2 separate regions of the Mus musculus genome follow, and region 1 is linked to region 2. The links are chromatin contacts, called in public ChIA-PET maps. All regions are on one chromosome and are shown on one strand. Each heading gives the region's core, a stretch centred on a gene start, on an enhancer-like site or on the middle of the called end of the contact. The rest is flanking DNA. Distances are from core to core; before and after follow the strand shown.

Region 1 (5,358 bases), core at 1,885-4,384, 220 kb after region 2:
ATGAGATAAAATAGTGACTGAGTTTATCTATACAAAACTACAAGGAAAACTTAGTTATGTTTTTTAACTCTCCATGAATCTGTAAGCTAGTAACAAATGATGAATGTTCAGCCAGATAATTAATTCTAGGGTATATTCATATATGAATTCTCTGTTATAAATCTCTTTTTCAATTTATGACCTAAATGTATGTGCAAACTTGTAATTAACTTTTTACCATGTGAACACAGTCTCTTTATTTTTTATTTTATTATTTTATTTTTAATTTGTTTTTTAGTTTTACTTTAAAAATTTTTTATTAGATATTCTCTTTATTTACATTTAAAATGCTATCTCCTTTCCTAGTTTCCTCTCTGAAAGTCTCCTATACCTTCCCCCAGCCCTGCTCCTCAACCCACCCACTCCTGCTTCCTGGCCCTGGAATTCCCCTGTACTGGGGCATATGATCTTCATAAGACCAAGGCTTTTCCTCCTATTGATGGCCAACTATGCCATTCTCTCCTACATATGCAACTAGAGACACAAGCTTGGGGGTGGGGGGTACTGGTTAGTTCATATTGTTCCTCCTCCTATAGGGTTGCAGATCCCTTTAGCTCCTTGGGTACTTTCTCTAGCTCCTTCATTGGGGGCCCTGTGGTGAATACAATCTCTTAAGTTGTTGTACAGTGCTGAGAGCAGAGACAGGTCTCCCTCCAGTTTTCTTCCCTAGACTTTAACTCAAAGCTGAGAGTCTCTTGCAGAGATAGAACAAAAGGCTTCTTTACCTAGCCTCCCACAGTTTTTACTATGAGGTACTAAACTGCAGCTTCTAGCCTCAGAGAAACTCAGACAGGCAGATCAGCTGCAGGATTGATAGCAAATTGTTTATGGCCTAGTTTCTGAGTGGAGACAAAATGGAATAAAAAGGACTCTTCAAGGTATATTTTAAATAGTTTTAATTTTTTTCTATAATAGTGCTACTGGGATTTTAGATGGTACAGCTTTTCATCTTGGGCAAATATATAAGTGTAGCTATGGAGATGTGACCTCTCCTTCCCTGTAGACACTGTGGGCCTACCTCTAACTTTTGTGCTCATGCAGAGAACCTCTTGCAAGGACAACCTTGTGGGTTGGATCAGACAGTCAGAAAAAGTAACCCACTTCACTCCTTCCAGGTTTTTGTTCATTTATGTTTAATTCAGACTCTTCTCATTCCTTCATGAGTCTTGATTCCACTCCCTCAGGCTGTCTTATATTAGAGATTGGCAGGCATATGTCATCCCTTAGACACTACTGAATTCTGTAATGTCCCCCAGTTACCTAAAACTCCCCTCTTGAACTTAGCAATTCTAACTGCTTTCACCTCCGTAGTTGCTTTAGCCTCGGGATACCATACAATAATAATCTGAACACCTGGTAAACTGGTGAAGGAAAGGCCTTCTGTTCCATCAAGACAACTTCTTGTGGTTGGGGTAGACTGGAAATTGAGCCCAAATATGTAACTACATTCATGTCTATCTCATAGTTGCAATCAGCTCCCCCTATGTGAAGAGCCAGATGGAGATGCCCAGGACACTCAGCTGGATGTATCTGCACGCTCTTCCCTACTCTCCCGCCCATCTCTTCTAAGCTTTTAACCATGACAGTAGTTGTCATTTAGTAAGTGTGGAGGACACTTTATACTCATTGTTTCCAACCTTACTAGATCCCCTATTTTAATGGATGTTGAGACTGAATTGAGATTTAAATAACCCATCCAAAGCCAGAGCACCGGTAAACGGCAGAGCAGAGCTGCCTTCAGGGTCTGTGTGACAACTCTTCTACTCTTCATACTTTAAGGTTGTCTGGAAAGCAGTTAGACAGCTATTGTGCAAATGCCACACAGAACAAGGCTCAGCCGCAAATTCAGCCACTGGACTAGGAGAAAAGCAAGCCACATATTATACAGGTGCTATGTTTTAAAAGCAACACTAAGTACTTTCACAGTAACCTAATAAGGAAGACAGACTCTTAAGAAACTGAAGCCCAGAGAAATAAGCAGTGCCCACAGCCACACACTGACCTGTGAAGCTCTTAAGTATGAAACTTGCTTGCTTGAAGCTCAGAAGGTGTCGCTTTATTATCTGATTTAGCGCCTTCGTTTTGGGAAGAGTGGAGAAATCGATGAGAACTCACAAGGAAGCCATATTCACATAGGCCCTAAGAGTAAGACGATTTGGCATGGAGGGATTAGAGTAGGAAATCAGAACAGCCACAGTCAATAGGCTTTGCATCGGTGCCAGTCTGAAAGATGCAGCGTTGGGAATGGAGATGTTACTTAGCTTCTCTGAACACCGATGTCTTCACTTTTGTGAAAACCAAACCAAAAGTACGTGCTTTTTTCTCTCATTTTATTTATTTTCTGCACGTGGTTTGATGTATAGGAGTGCACATGTTCCATGATGCATGTATGAAAATCAGAGAACAATTTGAGAGACCATTGTCTCCTTCCACTATGTCTGTAGCAGAGATCAAATTCAAATTGTGAAGCTTGGAAGCTAGCTGCCTTGTCTGGTCTCAGTGGGAGAGGATTCACCTATTCCTGCAGAGACTTGACAAGACAGGGTAAGGGGGATTGGGGAAGAGACTGTGTGAGGCGGGTACCGAGAGAGGGGGCAGAGATCAGGATGTAAAATGAATAATATTTTTTAAGTGTGTGCTTTTAATAGGGGAATCCTTTTCAGCCCCCAAGTTCTGTGTCTCTATGTGCCCTCCCCCGTGTGGGACACCAGCGATATTCCTCATCTCCAAGGAGTTTAAGCTGACGATTCTGGGCTGGACCTGCTTAATCTTCAGCATCTGGGGTGTTAGTTGCAATTTGGTGCCATATAGACTCGAGCCGAGGATGCATAAGTGGCGACCTCGCTACTTAACTTCCTATTGGGATCTCAGAGCGCCTGGTTGTTGAACTGGTGGAAATTACTTCCCCAGTGTGTTCTAAAAGAAAACTCAGCATGGGGGAGGTGTGGCAGTCACTTTTAGGGGCCCGTAGCCTGCCAGAGGAGGCATCGAGCAGGCTTATCGGCTGCAGCTGGTGCTGCGTTGCGGGCTGCTGGCAGCTCGCCCGGGTGGGCGGCCGCGGAGACGCGCGCCCCTGGCGGCGAGGGCGACACGCTGGTGGCGCTGGGGCCTGCAGAGCCTGCGGGGCTTGCGGGAGCTCTCCTGCGGGCCCGGGCCCTCGCCCCCGCCGCAGCGGGAGGCGTCGCCGGCGCCGGGTGCGTGTGGGAGGCGGGGACGAGCCGCGGCGAGCAAAGTCCAGGTCTGCGCGCCACCCGCTGCGGCCAACACGCGCGTGAAGTTCAGGTGAGGGAGGACGCGGCGGGAGAAAGGGACCGAGGGAAGGCAGTTGCGGTGGGACCTGCCGGGGAGCGGCTGCCACCAGTGCCCCCGGCTCTGCGCCGGCTCTGCGCGGAGCCTGGAGGTCCCCCTCTCCAGGCAGCTGAGCCGGGTGCACTTGGACCTGAGGCTGTGGTTTCTCCCCAGGCTGAGATGGATCTTGAGGCAGCGAGAAACGGAACAGCACGGCGCCTGGACGGCGACTTTGAACTAGGCAGCATCAGGTATACAGGACCGCAGAGTCACTGGCTTTTCCGTTATAGCGGAGTCCTGAAAAGAAGTTGTGAGAACCGGTTGATGCCTCCGGCCTTTGGGATGAAGTCTTTAAGTGTTCTTGAGGACTGTCTCCCAGGCTCCTTTTGGAACAGGTTCAGAGAGAAGAGGCTGTCTTCAAAAGCGCCCCCCTCCCCTGGACACGGGTGATTTGATGAATATTGGCGTTGTGTAACATTCACTGTATTTTTATAAAGTAAACGTTTCACTCTTTTTAGCCATCATCTGGCTACTCGAGTTGGTAGAACTTCAGACACCTGCTATTGATGGCTGTACTTCTGAACAAGGGTAGCGAAGCAAGGCCCCCCTCTTCCTGTGTTTCTCTTCTTTGCCTCGTCTTCCCCTTCTCCCATCTGTAGACTGTTTGCCCTATTTCTCCTCTCTAGGGGGTGACATGGAGAACAACCTCATTCTTCACTAACTTCTGCTTCGAAATCAGTTTTTTTCCCCCAGTTGCAAGAGGGTGAACCTCGACGCTTCCCCTGCCAGTGGGTCTGTCTTTCTCCCTGACTCTCGTTCTCCCCCAGCCACAGTGAAGCACACATACGGCTTTCTGTCAGGCAGAAGGGCCTAGGCAAGTGTGTGCGTGTTTCCTCTTTCGCTGTGGGGACAGTGAATCATTTTTACCCTCAGCTTCAAATAGTTTATGAGGCTATTACAGTCTCTGAGTTCATGCTAGGCCACCCGGAACAAACTGACATGTGTCATGAAGTTGTCTTCTAGAGGGAGAAAATTTATCAGCTTCTGTAGTTGGTTCTCAAGCTGCAAGGGGCCTGATTAGCCAACTGACAAATATGCCTATCTGAATCTTAAACTGAAGCATTGCTTCTGTTAATTGCTTTGGACCGTGGCATCGCCCTACTCATTCTTAGAATCGTGACATTTATTCACAGAAAATTTAGGTTTGTCCATATCGAGTCATAAAAAAGCAAAAACAAAAACAAACAAACAAACAAACAAACCCCAAATGTATGGATGGTGTTACTTCTAATAGAAAAATGTGGTTTTGTCATCTGGCAATTTAGGCTGGGGATGACTGTGACTCTATTAATAGATGGCATTTTCACGAAGACGGCTATTTATGTATTATACTGGCTGAGCACACTGACTAGTATTAGAAGGAGCAGTCCCTGGAAAAGGTGTAGTAACACTCAGGGCCCAGGAAGCTCTCAGAAGAAGCTCACAGCATGTGGTTAGGAAGAAGGAAACACCTCAAAACCGAAATACACAAAGTTAGAACTAGCTTGATATTGTAAGATTACAAAATGAAATATGGGACTAATTTTTATATAATAATACCAAGGGCGGTACCTTCAAGGAAAGCTAAGCCCACTTCTGTTAGGCACAACAAACTGAGGAGGGCTAATATACCTGTTCTAGATATGCTGCATAGCCTGTGGCACATTCTCTTGTATATATTCAGTGGCAAATGTCCATCTGTTGAAAGGTACCAAGTGTGAAGAAAATTAATGAAGACTGAGAAAATTAGGAGAACATAGCAGAAGTGTCTATCCATTTTAAGGAGGGTGGTTAGGGTAGGTCTTATTTTTAAGTCAATTACTGAGAAAGGGGAAATAAGCAGAAAGAACCATGGGTATTTGGGGAGCATTTTCTGGCAGCAACAATTTAGAGCTAAATGATCCTGAGGTCCGGACTGTATTTGTTGCATTCACAAAGTAGCAGAGAAACCAGGTCTGCCTATCTGAGCAGCTGGGAGCGGGGGATGGTGTC
Region 2 (5,881 bases), core at 2,407-4,906:
ATAACCTCACATGTATAACAATATGTGTCAGACATTGTTATAAATACTTCCCGCACAAACATATTTAATCCTTAAGCTTTTTTCTGAGATAGATGCTATTATTATAGGTTTACAGAAGAAACAGGGCAAGCCCCCAAATACCTACTAAGGTGAAGGTAAATGGGATGCATTTAGGTCTTTTGACTAAGTGCTGTAATTCTTAAATACTATTCTAGTTACACTGATGAATGTGGGGCTTCCTTCTAAGCTTACATACTTTTCCTATACAGCCCAAGCCCACCTCCCTAGGGATGGTGTTTCCCAGTGGGATGAATCGTCCTATATCAATTACCAATCAAGGGATTTCTCTACAGATAGCCTCGTAAGTCAAACTGATGGAGGCAGCTCTCCAATTCTGGCTCCCTCCTCAGATACATCAAGTTGACAGCCAAAATTAGCCAATATAGGTGTCTTTCTCTTGTCCCAAAGAGTTGATATGGAAAACTGGACCCTAATGTTTATGTAAAACCTATAAACACAGATGTATATTCTGAAGGTTTTAGGGTAAATTTTAATACTATTGCAATGTTTTTTGTTTTTTAAAATACTTTCTAGGTAAGAATAAAACATGCATATTGGGGATTTCAAAGAACTCTGAGACTAATGACTTACTAGGAGAACTCAGAACTCAGGATGTTCCTATAGATTGGGTGATGTATTTAATTAGCAATAATGACATCTCAGATAAACCTCAGTGGCTATGACAACAGCTCTCTGAAAAGCTGCAGCTAAGTTTTATTATTACAAGAGGATACAAAAAAAAAGTCAGTAATGGTGAAAGTCACATGGAATGAGGTTCAGAAGAGAACAAACTCCCAGAGTTACCTGTCCAAAACACCCATTTCACCAGCAAGGAGTTGCAAGTTATGACAACAGATTCAAAATAATGCTTGTTGGTGGCCCTTCAGTGACAGGGCCAAGGTTCTCACTCTGAGCTGATCATTAAGGAACTTCCTACATAGCATGTAACAAAATTGTAGATTTATTCACTTAGCATAATTCATACTGCAAAATGGCCACATTTACCATTTACAATGATGGATCCTTCCCAGATTCACATGCTAGATACCAAATATCTAAGTGGTTTTCTCTAAACATTTCTGGGCTCTTTCTGCTCCCAAAGTTCACTTATGTTTACTAGGGAACCTTAGCTGTCTTGAGGGAATGGCTACAAAGCAAACAACTCATGCACATTTTTATACCAGTTTTCTTTTTATGTCAGGCCTCATTTTAGTTAGAAACACAAATGTAGAATAAACTTGAAATGAAGTAGGGGAAACTGGACAGGTGGAAGTAAAAGAAGAAGTGCCAAGTTGTTTGTGATTCCTTTAAAATGAGCTCCTCAAAGTTCACACACCCTGTTAGCATTTTGTGGCAGATTTAACCCTGAGCTGTCTACACTATGCACCATATTAGCCATCATCATTCTAAATGCATGGCAGCACTCAGAGTCAGGAACCAGTCCTTGGTCAGGACCTTACATGCATTGTCTGATGTTTGAAGTCCTCTTATCCTCTTATCATAGCTGGGCAGAATGCACACTAAGAAGTTATGTAATGTTCTACAATTCACAGTCACATACCTATTGTACTGGAAGGTACAACTTTTCCCTAGATACATGAGTAGACTATTTCTTTTTAAAACTGTAATCGTTTGTGATAGCATACGGTTGGTTAAAATGTAACCTCTCTGAAGCTGAAGAGTTCTTTGTTAATGCTGTTATCTTACGACCATCTGGCCATTGAAGACTTTGCCGCCTGGCTTAGTGTCTTCTTCCCACTCCTGATCTTCTTACTCACCCTGTGACTTTTATTGTTATATGAACAACCACTCCTTGACCTTTATAACAGTGATAATCTTACAAACCTACCCGAACTTGGATCTGTTCCCTCCTGTTCTTCACGGTAGAGACACCCAGTGTTAGTGAGGTGTTTGTTTCTTTAAAGTCTTACTGTATAGTCCATGCTGCCTTGAAACGAGCATATTCTTTCTAGCTTAGTAGAAGTAATGTGATTATAGTTGTGTACCACCACACCTGGCCCAGTTCTTACATCACATCATTCACTTGAACTTTGAACTTTGGTTCCCACCTCTTCTCTACACAGCTACGGTCACTCCTTTTCTTCCATTTCCCCAGTCTTTCTGAATGGAGTTTGGCCCATTGGCAAGTCTCTTAAATCTTTGCTGCCAATTAGCTTGAATGTTTTGGAATTTGGTTTCTATCCCTATCACTTACTCAGCTCTGTGGATATCTGAAAACTCTGCCTGACTTCGAAGCTGCCCTTGTCATGGCCACTGCATTGTTTCTGTGATACTACAGTGTGGTTTTCCTCCCACCTCTTTGTCTTCTGGTGTCACCTTTCCCCTTTAGGAGTTTCTCAATCCTGTATCCCCTGAATCACTGACAAAGCTGGTATTCATCTGCTTCTTTACAGATGTTTTTGAAATGTGTTTGATCCTCATGCCAAGCACTCTTTCTATCCATTCACAATGATATCCCTTACTTACTCCTCCTTGCTCAGCTTCATTTACCTATGCCCCAGTCATCCTTCTATTTTAGTAGCTGTATCAGACCAGACTGTTTTCTTTGACTCAATTATAACATCCCCACCCATACTCTGCCTTTGCCAATTATACTTACACCATGGTCCTCTTCTCCTAAGATGGCTCTGTCCATGAAGTCATGAACTCAGATGTATCAGTTTCAGTTATAGCTTCTGATTCCTTCTAAAGAAAGCTAGCTCTTTTTATTATCACTCTTTTTGACTCTGTGCATTTATTCTATAGTGTTGCTGTAGAAAATGCCATTAGGTAGATTTAAGAAGAAAATGCCACGAGATAGATTTAAGACAACACAAATTTATGCTCTTCCAGTTCTTGGGTAAACTAAAGTCAGTGTGTCAGGAAGATTGCATTCATTCTGGAGGTTCTTGGTAAGAATCTGTTTCCTCCCCATTTTGAGCTTCTAGGGGCTCTTACATTCCCATGTCCCCTCCTTGGTATCACCATAGTCTCTGAGCACCTACCTGCCTCTTAGAAGCATCTTTATGATTACAGTGGGTTTATCTGAATGTCCCAGGGTAATCTTTCCCAGATTCCTAACATCTGCAGTCCTGTTTACCATGTCAGACAATGTAAGAAAGCACATTCACAGACAGTGTCCCAGGGCCAGACTGTGCACATGTTAGGAGTGACATTCCTTTGCCTCTCGTTCCTGGCAAGGCTTTATTTTATTCTAGCAGCCACTCCAGCTTCATACTTCCCAAGGCCAACCTGTCAGAGTCACACGAGTTCACTTCAGTCCAGTCCTTCGAGTGCTGTACTGCTTTTCTTCTCTACTTAAGGGTTCTAATGCGTTTCCTTTTTACTTAAGGGAAACTTTGGAGTAAAAACTAAGCTGTTTCTTATATGCATACCATTTATGGTATGACTCTCTTATTTATGATCTAATTACAGACATCTGCTCCCATTCTTATTATAGTGTTTGTTCTTTAATATATACCAAGCTTGTGTCTACTTAAGCATCTTTGCATGTATGCTTTCTACTTGAATGCATGACTTAGAGATCCCCACAACAAAAGCTGCATCCTTCCTGTTACTGAGGTTTCATCTCAGAAAGATGTTCCCTGACCTGCCTGTCTAAACCCACTGGCCCTATCAGTCACCTGAAGTTATATCCTGTAACTGCTTAGCCGCTTCCCCACTGCTGATGTTTCTCTTTTTCCTGAATGTGTGCTCACAAGAGTGGAGTGTTTTAATGTTTTGCTCACTGTTGTTCCTCAGGAGTCTAGAAGAGTGCTCAGAGCCTTAGTAGGTTCCTAGACACTGGGTGGATAGTGACCATATCCATTCCTATTCCCAACTGCATGCACTCTAAGCATTCTAAGGACAGGTAGCCTGTGTTACCCACCATCATTGCCAGTACTTAGAGCCAAACATGAATCTCATTAGCTCTTTAAACAAACTTAAAATGTTGAATGAGTGAATGAATTCTCTAACTCAGTGGCTCTAGTGAAGTCATATTTCTATTCATGCCATGAATATTATCTAAAGGGCTTTTCTGCCTGTACTTTCCACTTCTTCCCTGGCACGATTCACCTTTAGCTTTCAATACCAGTTTGTTTCGTTCTGTGTTCTTGGTTTACTTTCTCTGTCCTTTCTACCAGTCTCTAACCAAATAGTTTCCATTTCCTTTTATGTTAAAGGCCTTCAACTATAACTAGTTAAGTTATATGCTTATACAGTCTTATGCTGTACCTGATATGTTGTTACAACTTTGCCTTCTTCTTCTTTGACTATGAGAGTCTGAAAATTCTTAGTTATGTTTGCAAACCAATAATAGTAATGGATATTTCATGTTTCATACTACCTTCTTGATAAAAGTTTTCTGCATTGCTTTGTAATCTTTGTAACAGCTGTGTTGATTTTTTTAAAACATTTTATAAATACCAAAACTGAGGCTCAATTTTTTTTAGTAATAATAAATTACATCATCTCTCCCATTCTCTTTCTAGTTCTATAAGCCACCCTCTTCCAAGTTCCTGGCCTCTTTTTACTTATATATGCATCAACATATAAACACAACCTGCTGCATCCATGTAGCCTTGTTTGTATGCGTATCATTTCAGGACTGACTGCTTGGTGTTAGCTAACCCATCAGGGGCTCATCCTTGAGGAGACTAATTCTCCCTCTCTCAGCAGTTCTTGGTTGTCTGTAGTTCTGTTTTCTGGGGGTGAGGCTCAATGAGACCCCCCTCCCCCACATCCAGTTTAGCATGTCTATTAGTGTTGCCCTTCTTCAGGTTTTGTGTAGACAAGTCTTATTGAGATATCATGAGTAAAAGTTCCCTGTAATTTCTAGGAGGCACATTCTCACAACAGACTTCTTGGTCCTCTGGCTCTTCTGCCCCATCTTTTGTAATGTTCCCTGAGAGACCCTCTACTTGGCCACACCAGCCTCTTTCCTAATAAATTATAAAGTTGAGTCATTTGGTGTCCACTTTCATCCTGCTCACTGTTATGTGACCACTTTCCTCAAATCTCATCCTTTCTTTCACAAGGTCACAAAGAAATGAGAAAGCCAACTCCTCTTTCTATCTCTGTTGCTAGAAATATATCAATATCTGTGTTCATTCTTCGCTCATTCCTGTCTGAGATGAATAGAAATACTTCTCTCTGTTTTGGAAACCATCTTCTCTTTGCCAAGTTTTACTATGTAAAATCTCAAACAAGAAAGAATAGAAAACAACACTCATAAATACATCATGTATGGCTAATAATTACTAACATGTTACCATGTCATGTTTCAGCTACATCTACAAGTTTCAAGGTATTTTATATATAGCCATGTCACTTTATTAATTTCAAAGGCTTTTCTGTAAAACATTTCCTATAAAATATATTTACCCTATTTATCAAGACATTTTCTTAATATTATATTTTTTACATTCAATTTCCCAAATTATCTAAAAAATTGTGTTTTGCAGTTGGTTGGTTTAAAATAAGACAACTGGGAAGAGTGTTCATTGATTTCTCTTTAGAATGGTCTGAAAGAAATGGACAAGAATGTTCTACCTGATACTCCGGTTATGCCATTTCCTTGGAACATCATTACATTTAGTGTTCCATGCCTAGCCTTTTATATGTAGAAGTTACATCTAAATGTTTTATTGCATTTAGATGAAACACTTTTAGTAAAGAAACAACAACAAACAAACAAACAACAAACCTCTAAAAACAGCAAATGTCATGGTATTTCCCCATTTATTTATGGTGTTCTTTGATCACTTGTTTAAGACAATGACAACTTTCTATACCATTCCCTAGCAGTGAAAAGGAGTTA

What was found. ChIA-PET counts read pairs in DNA pulled down with a chosen protein or histone mark.
Region 1: a contact with region 2 is called in an RNA polymerase II ChIA-PET map of effector CD8 T cells, with 10 read pairs. The contact joins the promoter of Abcb4 here to the enhancer-like site in region 2. A contact is called at or near these places in 4 of 39 promoter capture datasets (the 3T3-L1 cell line, the C10 cell line and pre-B cells), 3 of 115 datasets of contacts at active chromatin or transcription factors (effector CD8 T cells, embryonic stem cells and memory CD8 T cells) and 1 of 9 other capture datasets (adipose tissue).

The regions. Positions count from the first base shown.
Region 1 is chr5:8,890,587-8,895,944 of GRCm38.p6, forward strand. It overlaps Abcb4 (ATP-binding cassette, sub-family B (MDR/TAP), member 4), which reads left to right and starts at 3,135. Exons shown (of 28, transcript NM_008830.2): 1 at 3,135-3,321; 2 at 3,502-3,578. The coding sequence starts at 3,508.
Region 2 is chr5:8,666,140-8,672,020 of GRCm38.p6, forward strand. The region is part of intron 5 of Abcb1a (ATP-binding cassette, sub-family B (MDR/TAP), member 1A); the gene reads left to right. Among named protein-coding and RNA genes, the nearest start is that of Gm31157, 27 kb to the right of the region's middle. Within about 2 kb of position 3,657, at least 34 of the 459 cell types and tissues checked have an H3K27ac peak or open chromatin away from gene starts, as enhancers often do. A contact at or near this core is called in effector CD8 T cells and memory CD8 T cells, where this site is marked.